Linked DNA regions of Canis lupus: region 2 is linked to region 1. A link is a contact called in public Hi-C data. All regions are on one chromosome and are shown on one strand. Each heading gives the region's core, a stretch centred on a gene start, on an enhancer-like site or on the middle of the called end of the contact. The rest is flanking DNA. Distances are from core to core; before and after follow the strand shown. Region 1 holds the start of LOC106558737 (sperm-associated acrosin inhibitor-like). Region 2 has its middle 21 kb from the start of CSPG4B.

The links. Hi-C and Micro-C count contacts between places; a contact is called where the count stands out from the background.
Region 2: a contact with region 1 is called in a Hi-C map of skin fibroblasts, with 3 times the contacts expected there. The contact joins the enhancer-like site here to the promoter of LOC106558737 in region 1. A contact is called at or near these places in 3 of 9 Hi-C or Micro-C datasets (amygdala, skin fibroblasts and tumor fibroblasts).

Annotation. Positions count from the first base shown.
Region 1 is chr4:61,327,935-61,333,519 of UU_Cfam_GSD_1.0, reverse strand. LOC106558737 (sperm-associated acrosin inhibitor-like) reads right to left here and starts at 2,833. Exons shown (of 6, transcript XM_038535104.1): 1 at 2,750-2,833. FBXO38 (F-box only protein 38) reads left to right here and starts at 2,969. Exons shown (of 22, transcript XM_038535096.1): 1 at 2,969-3,094.
Region 2 is chr4:61,551,346-61,556,930 of UU_Cfam_GSD_1.0, reverse strand. No RefSeq gene overlaps it. Among named protein-coding and RNA genes, the nearest start is that of CSPG4B, 21 kb to the left of the region's middle. Within about 2 kb of position 3,265, at least 4 of the 20 cell types and tissues checked have an H3K27ac peak or open chromatin away from gene starts, as enhancers often do.

The sequences.
Region 1 (5,585 bases), core at 1,584-4,083:
AGCTCACTCTCTGCATTTTCTGTCTCTCAGAGCTCCCAGAGAAGCACTTTGTTGTGAGAAACCCAAACCAGAGAAAGAGGCCACACGCAGGCACTCTGATGGATGGCTCTAGCTGAGCCAGTAGGGCTTCCAGCCTGAGTCACCAATAACAACATCCATTTGAGCCTGACGTTAACTATAGTTTCAGCTCACACCTGATGGCAAATGTGTAAGAGAGCCCAAACTAGAACCACCCAGCCAAGCCCAGTCAACCCACAGTATCATGACAGATCATAACAAATTGTGTTAAACCACTAACTTCTGCAGTGGTTTATGATGTAGGTACCATAGTGATGTCCATTTTTACTTGGTAGACCTGAAGCCAAGAGTTGAAATGCTTGCTCACGGTCTCATGCCAGTAAGCAGAGAACTCACATTTGAACCAGAGCTTTCTAAACTTCTAAAATTGTAAAGCCTGCATTGCTGACTACTGAATATACAGTTTCTCAGCTGAAACAGCTGTAAAAGGATTTACTTCTCAAAAAATCCCGAATTTAAATTCATAGCTGAGGGTAGCCTCGGCGGCCCAGTGGTTTAGCGCCGCCTTCAGCCCAGGGTGTGATCCTGGAGACCAGGGATCGAGTCCCACATTGGACTCCCTGCATGGAGCCTGCTTCTCCCTCTACCTGTGTCTCTGCCTCTTTCTCTCTGTGTGTGTGGTGAATAAATAAAATCTTTAAAAAATAATAAATCCATAGCTGGTTTTACCACATTACTAAACTCCAAGTGTAATGTGGCTGACCCTGACGTACATGGTACCTCCTGCAGTTGTGCCTTACACAGGCCGCATAGCCCTAAGTGGACCTGAACAAACCCTGTCCTCTATTCTCAACCACAGCCTGTTCTCTTAAGTGTTAAGACCTTCTAACAAATATCAGTCCTCATTTAAAGGCCTAAGAAGTTTCAAGGGAGGAGAGAGGTTGGTGCTAGAACCTATGTCAGTATGAGAAGTAAGAGGTATTTAAAAATACCTAAGGGGAGCCTGGGTGGCTCAGTCAGTTAAGCGTCTGCCTTCAACTCAGGTCAAAATCCCAGGGTTCTGGGATTGGATCCTGTGTCGGGCTCCCCCCTCTGTGGGGAGTCTGCTTCTCCCTTTGCCTTTGCCCCTCTCTCGGTCTCTCATGCATAAAATAAAAATAAAATCTTAAAAAGTTTTAGCTAAAAAGTAGGGAGTTAAAAAAACAAACAAACCCACAGTGGTTCAGGGCCATTTAGCGTCGGGCAGATTTCACTGTAGAGGGCAGAGCTTCCCTGATGATGCCACTGTATGAGAGCAGGGAACACTAGCTCAGGACTCTAATAAAAACCCACATCACGAAGGAACAAAAAAATCTCAGAGGTAAAGGGATGCACACATTCTACCTTAAAATGTTAAAACTGGGGCGCCTGGGTGGTTCAGTCAGTTAAGCGTCCAACTCTTGATTTCGGCTCAGATCATAATCTTCGGGTTCTGAGAGTGAGTCTTGTGTAGGGCTCTGCACTCATCAGGGAGTCTGCTTATTCTTCCTCCTCTACTTCTCTGTCTCCCCTCTCCCCTCCCCCTTACAAATGAATAAATAAAATCTGAGTAAAAGAATATTAAAACTAGGGCAGCCCGGGTGGCTTAGCAGATTAGTGCCGCCTTCAGCCCAGGGCGTGATCCTGGAGACCCGGGTTCGAGTCCCACGTCAGGCTCCCTGGGTGGAGCCTGTTTCTCCCTCTGCCTCTCTCTCTCTCTGTCTCTCATGAATAAATAAATAAAATCTAAAAAAAAGAAAAAGATTGTTAAAACTAGTTAAGTCTATTTATACACAGCAGGCATATATCACTCAGAAACCATCTTGATTCAGCATTTATTACAATGTTTGTGGATATCCTTTTGTTGGGACACCAGCTGGCTCAGTGGTTAAGCCTCTGCCTTCAGCCCAGGGCGTGACCCTGGAGACCCGGGATCGAGTCCCACGTCGGGCTCCCTGCATGGAGCCTGCTTCTCCCTCTGCCTGTGTCTCTGCCTCTATCTGTGTGTGTCTCTCATGAATAAATAAACAAAATCTTAAAAGATACATACTTTGTTTCTCTCTCTAAATTTGAAGTAGGAAACACATCTCATTTGTATTTCTGGTCCCACCATAGTACATTTTTACCAAAGGAGGAAGGCTAATGAAATTCAGTAATATACTGATTTAAAGACTTGACCCATTTGCACCCAGATAAGTCCCTTGTATCTATGCCAGGCTCAGTGCCAGACACTTGCGTATAGAATTCCTATTTGTTTTTCTAAACAATCCGGAAAACAGAAAAAGCCACGGTGTTTATTGTTTGTTTAAGTTCAAATACGGAAGAAATCGAGGAAAGGAACGGACACGGGAAGGGGATGTCATTCTCACTTAGAGGAGTAAGGTGACGTGAAGGCGGGCGTTAAGATGAACAGTATATAACTATGATGAGGTCTTGTTGCCTTTTCTTCCCAGAGCCCTAACTCGAGACACGTGGTGTGAGACGTGGAATGGCACAGCTAGAACTCTGATAAGCTGCCAAGATAAGCTGAAACCTATGAGACCAAAGCATAGTGGGGAAAGCGGGAAGACCAGCTTCGGCCTCGAGGAAGGAATAGGAAGGCCCCCCCCCCCCCAAAAAAAAAAAAAAGTAAAAAAAGTCTTCTTTTAGCTAAACGAAACGAATTCTGGCAAAGTCCCTACTGGAACGCAGTCCTTTGACTCCAAAAGCTTACCCAAGGCCGCCCAACACCTGCGAAGCGAGCACCTGCCTCCCCAGCGTCAGACTCCAGGCGCTTCCGGCGCGCCGACGCCCTCCCGGAAACAGGGACGGGCCCCACCCGCCCCCACTCCCCCCGCCCCCATCAAACCGCCACGCTCAACATGGCTGCCGTGACTCGAAGCCTGCGTCCCACACCCAACATGGACACCGGGAGCGAGCCCAGCCCCGGAAGGCAACCCTCCGGAAATGCCCGAGCGGCGGCGGAAGCGGAAGCGCCGCGGCGGTGGGGGCCGCGGGAAGTGTCGGTCGCGCTTCTCCCACCCTCTCAACCACAATAACAGACAGAGGGCCGGCTTAGGTGAGGTGGCGGCCGAGTGGGCCCGGGGACCAGCGGCAGGCCGCAGAGCCGTGGGTGTAGGTGTGTGTGTGGGCGGCGGGGACGGCAGGGGCGGGGAGGAGGCCGTCTGGGGGCTCCCGGGCTCCCGGGCTCCCGGGCTCCCGACAGCCTGGACTCTCGGTCTCTGGCCCCTTTCGGGCCTCGATCTGCCGGGAGAGCAGAGATTGGGTGTGTGGGTGTTGGCCTTGTAGGCCCTGGTTGCGGGGTTTGCTTACCTCGTCCAGACCTGGCCGAAGATTCTAGCATATAGAATCCTCTCTGGGTTTAGGTTTCCCCAGAATGGGGGCGGGGTGGGGGGTTGGCCTGGGCAATTCATGGGACACCCTCCCACCCGGGGCGCCACGAATTCTACAGTGTTAACGCTGTCAGTGTTTAAGCCGATATGTTGAGGAAGATCTGTAGTCAGCGTGCTGAGGGGATGTCCCTTGGCAAGACGCAGGGAATACAGCTTTGAGAGGCGGCCAGGCCTGGGTTCAGGAGCCTCAAGTTCTAGTCTTACCTTGCCACCGACTCCCTGTGTGACCTTGCCCAGGTCCATTACCTTCTGCTATAGCACACCTTGCGTATCTGTAAAATGAAAGTGTTGGTTGCCTCTGATGCTTCTCCTAGCTCTGAAAATCAGATTACCAGCTCCCGTTAAAGGAGTCTTTCCTTAGAGACAGACCTGAAAAGCTTGTCTTCTCTGCCTCCTGGATAGCTAGGAATTGACTGATAAGAGATGTCTACGTGTTTCTTTCCAGGCCCCAAACTGGCCAAGGGCAGCTGGGTACTTAGGAAGGTTCTTGTGCAGGGAGAAACTCTGTCCTGACGACTTTGTTTTATGAATCCATGCCAGCAGTGTAAAAACACACCTGTGTGAGTAATGGGAGACCTCTCTCTCTTTTATTTTTTTGTCCTAGAGCTGCTGTTAACTAGCTGGCACTTTGGGCAAATTCCTTTGGGCTCTCTGGACTTGGGATTTCTCAGCTAGCAAATGAGAGCGTTGGATTAGGTCACTGGTTCTTAATCCTCTTTCCCATACCCTGAGCACAATTGAAGAATAAAATAATGGCTCTATAAGGCCCTGGTTTTCAGGGTGAGAGAAGGGGTGGGATGTGGAAAGCTACATGTTGTGTAGTCCTATAGATTGAAAAAAAATGTGCTTGTAATTTTTAACTTCTGACAGTTAACTGGTTTAGGTGACCCCTGAGGTTCCTTTTGTCTTTTTAAAAATTGCAGTGCTGTGATTCTTATGTTCTCCTAGGGTAAGGAATATAGGTTGTGGGTGTGTGTGTGTTTATTTATTTTTGTAAGATTTTATTTTTAGGTAATCTATACCCAACATGGGGCTCAAACTTAGAACCCCGAAATGAAGAGTCTCATGCCCTACTGACTAAGCCAACCAGACACCCCTTGTGTCTGTGTTCGTTTAAATGAATATGTGCCTGCAGGTAACACACTTTAGTGAAGAGGATACTAAGACATAGCAAAAGAGAAAAAGGGAAAACGAGGTTTCAGCAAGGTAAAGTGACGTAGTAAAATAAAATTGGTCTTGTCTTGGAGTTTGAGACCTGTATCCTTGCTTCAGCACTCATAGTTTCTGACTTGTGTCTTTGGACAAGCCGGCATACCTCTCTGAGCCTCACTTTTCCTTATCCGGAAGATGAAGGGTTGGACCAGGTGGTTCCTAGACCCATTTAGCACTAGAATTCTGTGTGTTTGTTTTCTATTTGAGCAGTTTGGTAGATGTGGTATGGCACTTCTTTAGGCAAGAAGGGCTATCCTAGGTAGTAGATATAATAGATCTATGATGTTAGGAATGGGGTCAAATGAAGTGACATACAAGATTATTTAGATATGAATGAGCTGAAACCAATAGAAACTAAAAAAAGGCATCAGAACCTGAAGGGCAGGGAAACCCTTGACCAGATAGATGATTGAGGACATTGGGGAATTTTAAATGGGAGAAAGGTATTTTTGGTGAGGGTAATAAAAGGTAATTTAAATTATAGTAATGGAAGTGATGGAGTTAAAAGAAACTGGTGTTAGAATCGATCTGCTTTCTGAGACAGTAAGTTTCATGGAATGAAACAATTTGTCACCACCTAGCACTTAGTAGGCAGTCAGTGATAGAGAAGATAGATGGATGGACAGGTAACAGCAATCCAGAAAAGAAGTTTCTCCATAGAATTGTAATTAATTTGATACAGAATAGAGGAGTTGGTTCAGAATTATGAAAATTTTATGGAAGAAGAGATCTTTAAGTTTTATGGTTAGTTGTAAGATAGTTGGTTTATCTCTGCCCTGTAAAATGTGTTAATAAGAGATAAACATGGACCCAGGAAGGCCTGGTGTGATCTGAGGAAAGGATTAATTAGTTGAATAAGTCAGGGATGGTGGAAGATGTTGGCAAGATGGTAGTGGTATAGGAAGATTTTTAGTTGTGACGTTTAGGGAGTAGAGGAATGGATTT
Region 2 (5,585 bases), core at 2,016-4,515, 220 kb before region 1:
TAGATTTGGGATCTTGAAATGGGATGTGCCACTTGAGGGCGCCATCAGGTTTTAAGAAAAGAACTTTCTGCTACTTTAAAGTGCTGTCTTTGGATGCAATCTATATCCAAAGAGTTCTATGAAATAAGACTGAATTTAGGTCTCACTTCTAGGAAACGGAAGGGAAACAGTAATCTAGTCTCTTTAGACTCAAGTGGGATTAACCAAGATCCAGTTGACAAGTTCTAAATTCCCTTTAACAAAGCTGCCTTTACCCAGCCAAATGAAATAAAAAGGGATACTGTGTTAAAAGATGCCCTGTGTATTTTTGTAGAAGAGACAGTTGCCTAAGATCAACATTCCAATGGCAAGTGAGAAAAATAGTGGGAACAAATTGCATAATAGGGGCCTTCTGATTTTAAAGTGGAAACTGAAACCGTTTGGGTTCCATGGGGGAAAACTGCTTTACTCGGGGGTTCGAAGACTCCCAGAGAGAAGAAAAGCTGCTATGTGACCTCGGCTTCCTTATCAGGTACTGTCTGCCTGTCGCAGGTCCTATTTCAGCAGGGACTAGTGGAAAATTAGATAGAAGGCCAAGATTCCCAGACTAGCTGCTGTAGAGGGCTCCCGCGGGAGAGAATGTACGAAGCCTCTAGAGTGCATTTTCAAATTCAAGAAAGTGTATCAGTGTTCATGCAGAATCTTCAGAATGAGACACTCCATAGGGAAGTAGACCAGAACAGAGATATCTGTTAAAGAGAACGGAATAGGGCAGCATCAATCCCAATTTGAATTTCCTTTCCCTGCCTTCCCACCTTACCCAATCTAGTCAATCCTTGGTGCTCAGTGCAACGTCCGTGCCTTCCATGGTGCTTTCTTTGTTTTTCCAAATGATCATTTCATTTCTTAAATTTTCTTCTGCCATTATGTTGCTCTAATCATTTCATATGTGAATCCAGCTTTCCCTGCTGGACTATAAGACCCCCCCAAAACAAGGAACAAATACCCCATCTTTATAATTCCTATTGCCCAGCCCAGGAACATATCAGACACATAATTAATGTTTTCAAATTTACTGAGTTATCTAAAGAGAAATAAGAAGATAAAAAAAGGTTTCCTTCCATTTGCTTGTCTTTAAAGGAAAAGAAGTTGATCTCTATTAGTGAAAAGGCTTGAGGGTGTTAAAGACTTGAAAAGAGATATGGATTCAAGTTTAAAAACACACACATACTGGACCATAGTTCTTCTTTATCTCCTCCACCTAGTTCGCCCAGTCCCCCGCACTCAGTATTTATGAGTCTATTTTCGTTTCTTAGATTCCATATATAAGTGAATTGTGTGGTGTTTGTCTTTCTCCAGCCGACTTATTTCCTTTAGCTGATGCCCTTTAGGTGCCTCTGTGTTGTTGTAAATGGCAAAATCTCATCCTTTTTTATGGCTAAGTAAAATTCCACTGTCATACACACACACACACACACACACACACATATACCATAAATAAGTCACAAAGCATAGGGAATATAGTCAATAATATTGTAATAATATTCTATGGTAATGGATGATGACTGTACTTATCCTGGGGAACACTGGGTACTGAATAGAATTGTCAAATCACCATGTTGTACACCTGAGACTAATAGAACCTTGTGTACCAACTATACCTCAATAATGAGTATTAAAACACACACATATTAAATTCTCTACCCTCGAGGCTTTTTCTTTGAAGGTAAATTATCCTGCAAGTAATATAACAATCCAAGAGTTGTATTTTAGGAAAATGAATCTAATAGTATTGTAAATGTTAATCAGGAGAAGGGAAAACCTGGCGTCCAATATTCATTATTGTTTATCAAATGCTGACTCCATGAACATGGCCACTTCATATTTATTATCTTTATTATTTATTTATTTATTTATTTATTTATTTATTTTTAAAGATTTTTATTTATTCATTCATGAGAGACACAGAAAGAGAATGAGGCAGAGACACAGGCAGAGGGAGAAGCAGGCTCCATGCAGGGAGCCCGACGTGGGACTTGATCCCGGGTCTCCAGGATCACACCCTGGGCCGAAGGTGGTGCTAAACCGCTGAGCCACCCGGGCTGCCCCATATATTTATTATCTTTAAACTCCAGGAGTCTTGCTTGGAGCGAATTAAGCAACTCCTTTAGGCCTAGAGTGAAAGGGTGGTAGAACCAAGATGCAAGTTCTGAGTATATGATTCAAAGATTATGATCCTTTCACTACACTGAGACTTGTCTTTCTGGGAAAATGGCTGTGGGATTTGAAGCTGCAGCCCAAGCAAGCACTGAGCCAGAGCTGGGGAGGAATAGTGATGAGATGTGGCTCCAGCCCTCCTCCCGAGCTCAGCCTTCGTGGGTGGTGCAAGTGCCCGCCCCTCCCTGGTCCGATCAGGGGGCTGGGCTCTAAGCCCTGTGGGTGCTGCTGTGGGACCAGTTGGAGGCTTCTCATCTCACTGTGGTCTCGTCTCATTATTAGCCAGCCACCTGGAGAGCTGGGATTGCAGCCAACTCCTCCTTGCATTTCCAGCAGGGCCTTGCCCATCACTGGTACTCCGTACATGTGGAATTGAATCTTCTAGAGGGAGATAGAGAAGTCTAACTACAATTATGGCAGTAGGGCTGGAAAGGAAGTATGGATTCAAATGGTGATGCCGAAAAAAATCTAGAATTATCGACTAGTATATGTGAAAGCGAGAAAGACTTACATGTGATTCTATATAGGTCCAGGAAAAAAAAATATTCAGAGGAGAGGTGGTTAGAGTGGGAGGGGGTTGGGGCCTGACATACTTGGAGCATTACAATGACATTCCAGATGGAGTTAAAATCATGGGGCTGATGGTGGTGAGACAAACCAACTGGAGATGTGTGTTTGCCCATCCTGCTGGCCGGGACTTAAAAACTATCCTGAATTTCACTTCGTTTCATTTCCTCTCATACCACACTAACTGGTCTGGGCCACCAGCGCTTTTGGTCCTGATTATGAGAGATGCTTCTGAACTGGTTTGGCTGTTTTCAGGTTTTGCACCCCCGGCTCACCCCTGACCCGTAGGCAACGTCATCCTTCTAAAATGTCATTCAGTTTGTGCCTCTGCTAGAGCCTGGCCATGGCCTCCCTCCACACTCCGAGTAAAAGTCCGAGTCCTCATAGAAGCCTGCTTGACCCCACCTGATGGGCAGAAGCCCTGCCATCACCCTCAGACCTCGCCCTCCAGCACCCCGTTCCCTCTGACCCAGCTCCAGCAGCACCAGCCTCCGGCCTACACTGTAAGTCAGCCAGGGCCACCCACAGCCTGGGCCTCTGTCCGGGCTGCTTCTCCTGCTGAGAGCCTCTCCTTCCGCTCATCCCGCTCATCCCGATGGTTCACTCCCCTGCCTGCTGGAGGACTTTGCTCAAATGTCATTTTCTGGGTAAGGCCTCCTGCAACCCTTCACTTCCAAGTGACAGTAACCCTACCCCAAACTGACTCTCCTTGCCCTGTTTTGTTTTCTCCCCAGGTCTTATCACCCTCTGACATCCTGCATATTTTCTTTGCTTACTAAATTACTGTTAATTGTTTATTATCCCTCTCCTGACACTAGAAGCTGTGTGTGTGTGTGTGTGTGTGTGTGTGTGTGTGTGTGTGTTTCAGCAAACACTAAGAATGATGCTTGGCATGTGGTGAGCAGTAACTAAATATTAGTTGAATGCCTATTGAATTATTGATGCAGACTAATAGTTTTAGCTGTGAGACAGCCAAGGGCAAGAATGTAAACAGAGAAGAAGGGGACTTTGAACCAACCTTGGCACAGGGGGCTGGGTGTCTGGTCACACCCAAGGCCACGTCACTGAGCTGGAACATAAGCCTATTCACTGACTCCTAGACCACCTGTTGGTCAAGGTACAAAGCAGCTTCATCTCCCAGAGACTGGAAAGCCCAATAAGGGTGAAAGAGTTAGGAGGGAGAGGTATTAACCATTACTGATGACGTGTCAGATCACCAATGCCCAGGGGAAAAAAAAGATAATTATTTTTCGGTCTGTGGCAGCAGACACAACTAAGGATCTGGTGACTTTGCTTGTGGAGGCTGATCCAGGGATTATTATTTTATTATCACTGCTGCCCTACTGTACCCCCTAGAGAAACAAGAGTTACTTTAAAATTAGGCAGGAATCAAACTGACCTCTAGATGTGAACTGTCACCAGAGCATGAGTTACTTTATTGAAATATAGCAGTAGCTTACTAACTTGTGCCCTGGCAGCAGAGAAAACTCAATGTACTTTCTCCAGGAGCTTTAAATGTCACCAGAGATACTTAAAAGACAACAGGTTTGTATCACTTGATGATGCAGTGATATCCTGTTTCCTCTAGCTTTCTCCTAAAAATCTTCTGGTTATTTGCCTGGAACTTTTTACCGTCAAGGTGGTCGTGTGTCTTGAATCATGAAATGTGGGCCCATTGTCCTCTGTCCAAACCCATAAGGTTATTTCAGAAGACATCAGCCCATCATGAGTCCCTGGAAAATTGGTTCATTGAAAGAAAGCTGTGTGACTAATTGCCCGTGGTCCTCCAGACCCAGCTGTCAGGCCGAGTGTTCAGCCAAGCAGCAAGACTCCACTACAAATATCTGCTGATTAGCTCTGCAGCCAGGCAATAAATTGGAAAGCCAAAGAGTAGAGCCAGACCAGTGAAAAATAATTGCCTACTCATCATTGAATCTAGACATGAGAAGACCTCAGGGAGCATCGTTATGAAAATGGCGAAATCTTTGCAATTGTCAGCAGCAATTCTGTGCAGCAGTCTCCATACATGTGATGATCTGTGATAGGATCATCATCATTGCCACCATCATCAACAGCCACAGAAGCAGAATATATTCATTAAATTCCCACTGTCTGTACAGTGCTATTCTGACCACCCAGCAAGCATACTGTCCAGTGCCCCTAGCATTTAGATGTTCACTAACTAATCTAGAATTGTTGCCTAAGGCTGAAGCTGCTTTTCACAGAGATCAGCTTCCATCTGCCTGATGTGTTACCTCATAGTTGTTATTTTAACCTTTCCAACATGATTCATGCTGTCATCAGACACAGGCTACTTTGGATTCCCTGCCCAGAAAGAGTGATGAGATAACATCTGAATAGTATTTTCATGAGTATGAATCCATTTATTCCTCATCATAACTCTGAGGGGCAGGTTTTTTTTTTTCTTTACCGGTTTATAAGTGATGAAACTGAATCTCAGATAAGAAAGGTGACCTATTGATTCATAATCTTGGGTAAGTGGTCGAGTTCATGTTTGATGACTCTGGGAGAAAAGAAATTCCAGAGAGCTATGACCTTTCCAGAGGAGAACCTTAATGGTTTATGAAGAAAAAGAAGAGCACAAACTCTTCTCTTGAAAAGATATTGCTGTCGCCAGTGTGTGTGTGTTTGTGTGTGTGTGTGTGTGTGTAAAGGGAATGAGAGAGACAGAGAGAAAGAGAGAGAATGAGAATGAATCCACTTGTGCTGATTCAAGGAGGAGACTGAGCTGAGGGAAACTATGGGAGTGTAAGTACCAGGCCAAACAGCCAGCTGCTCATAGGGTCGCTGTGGAGAGAGCC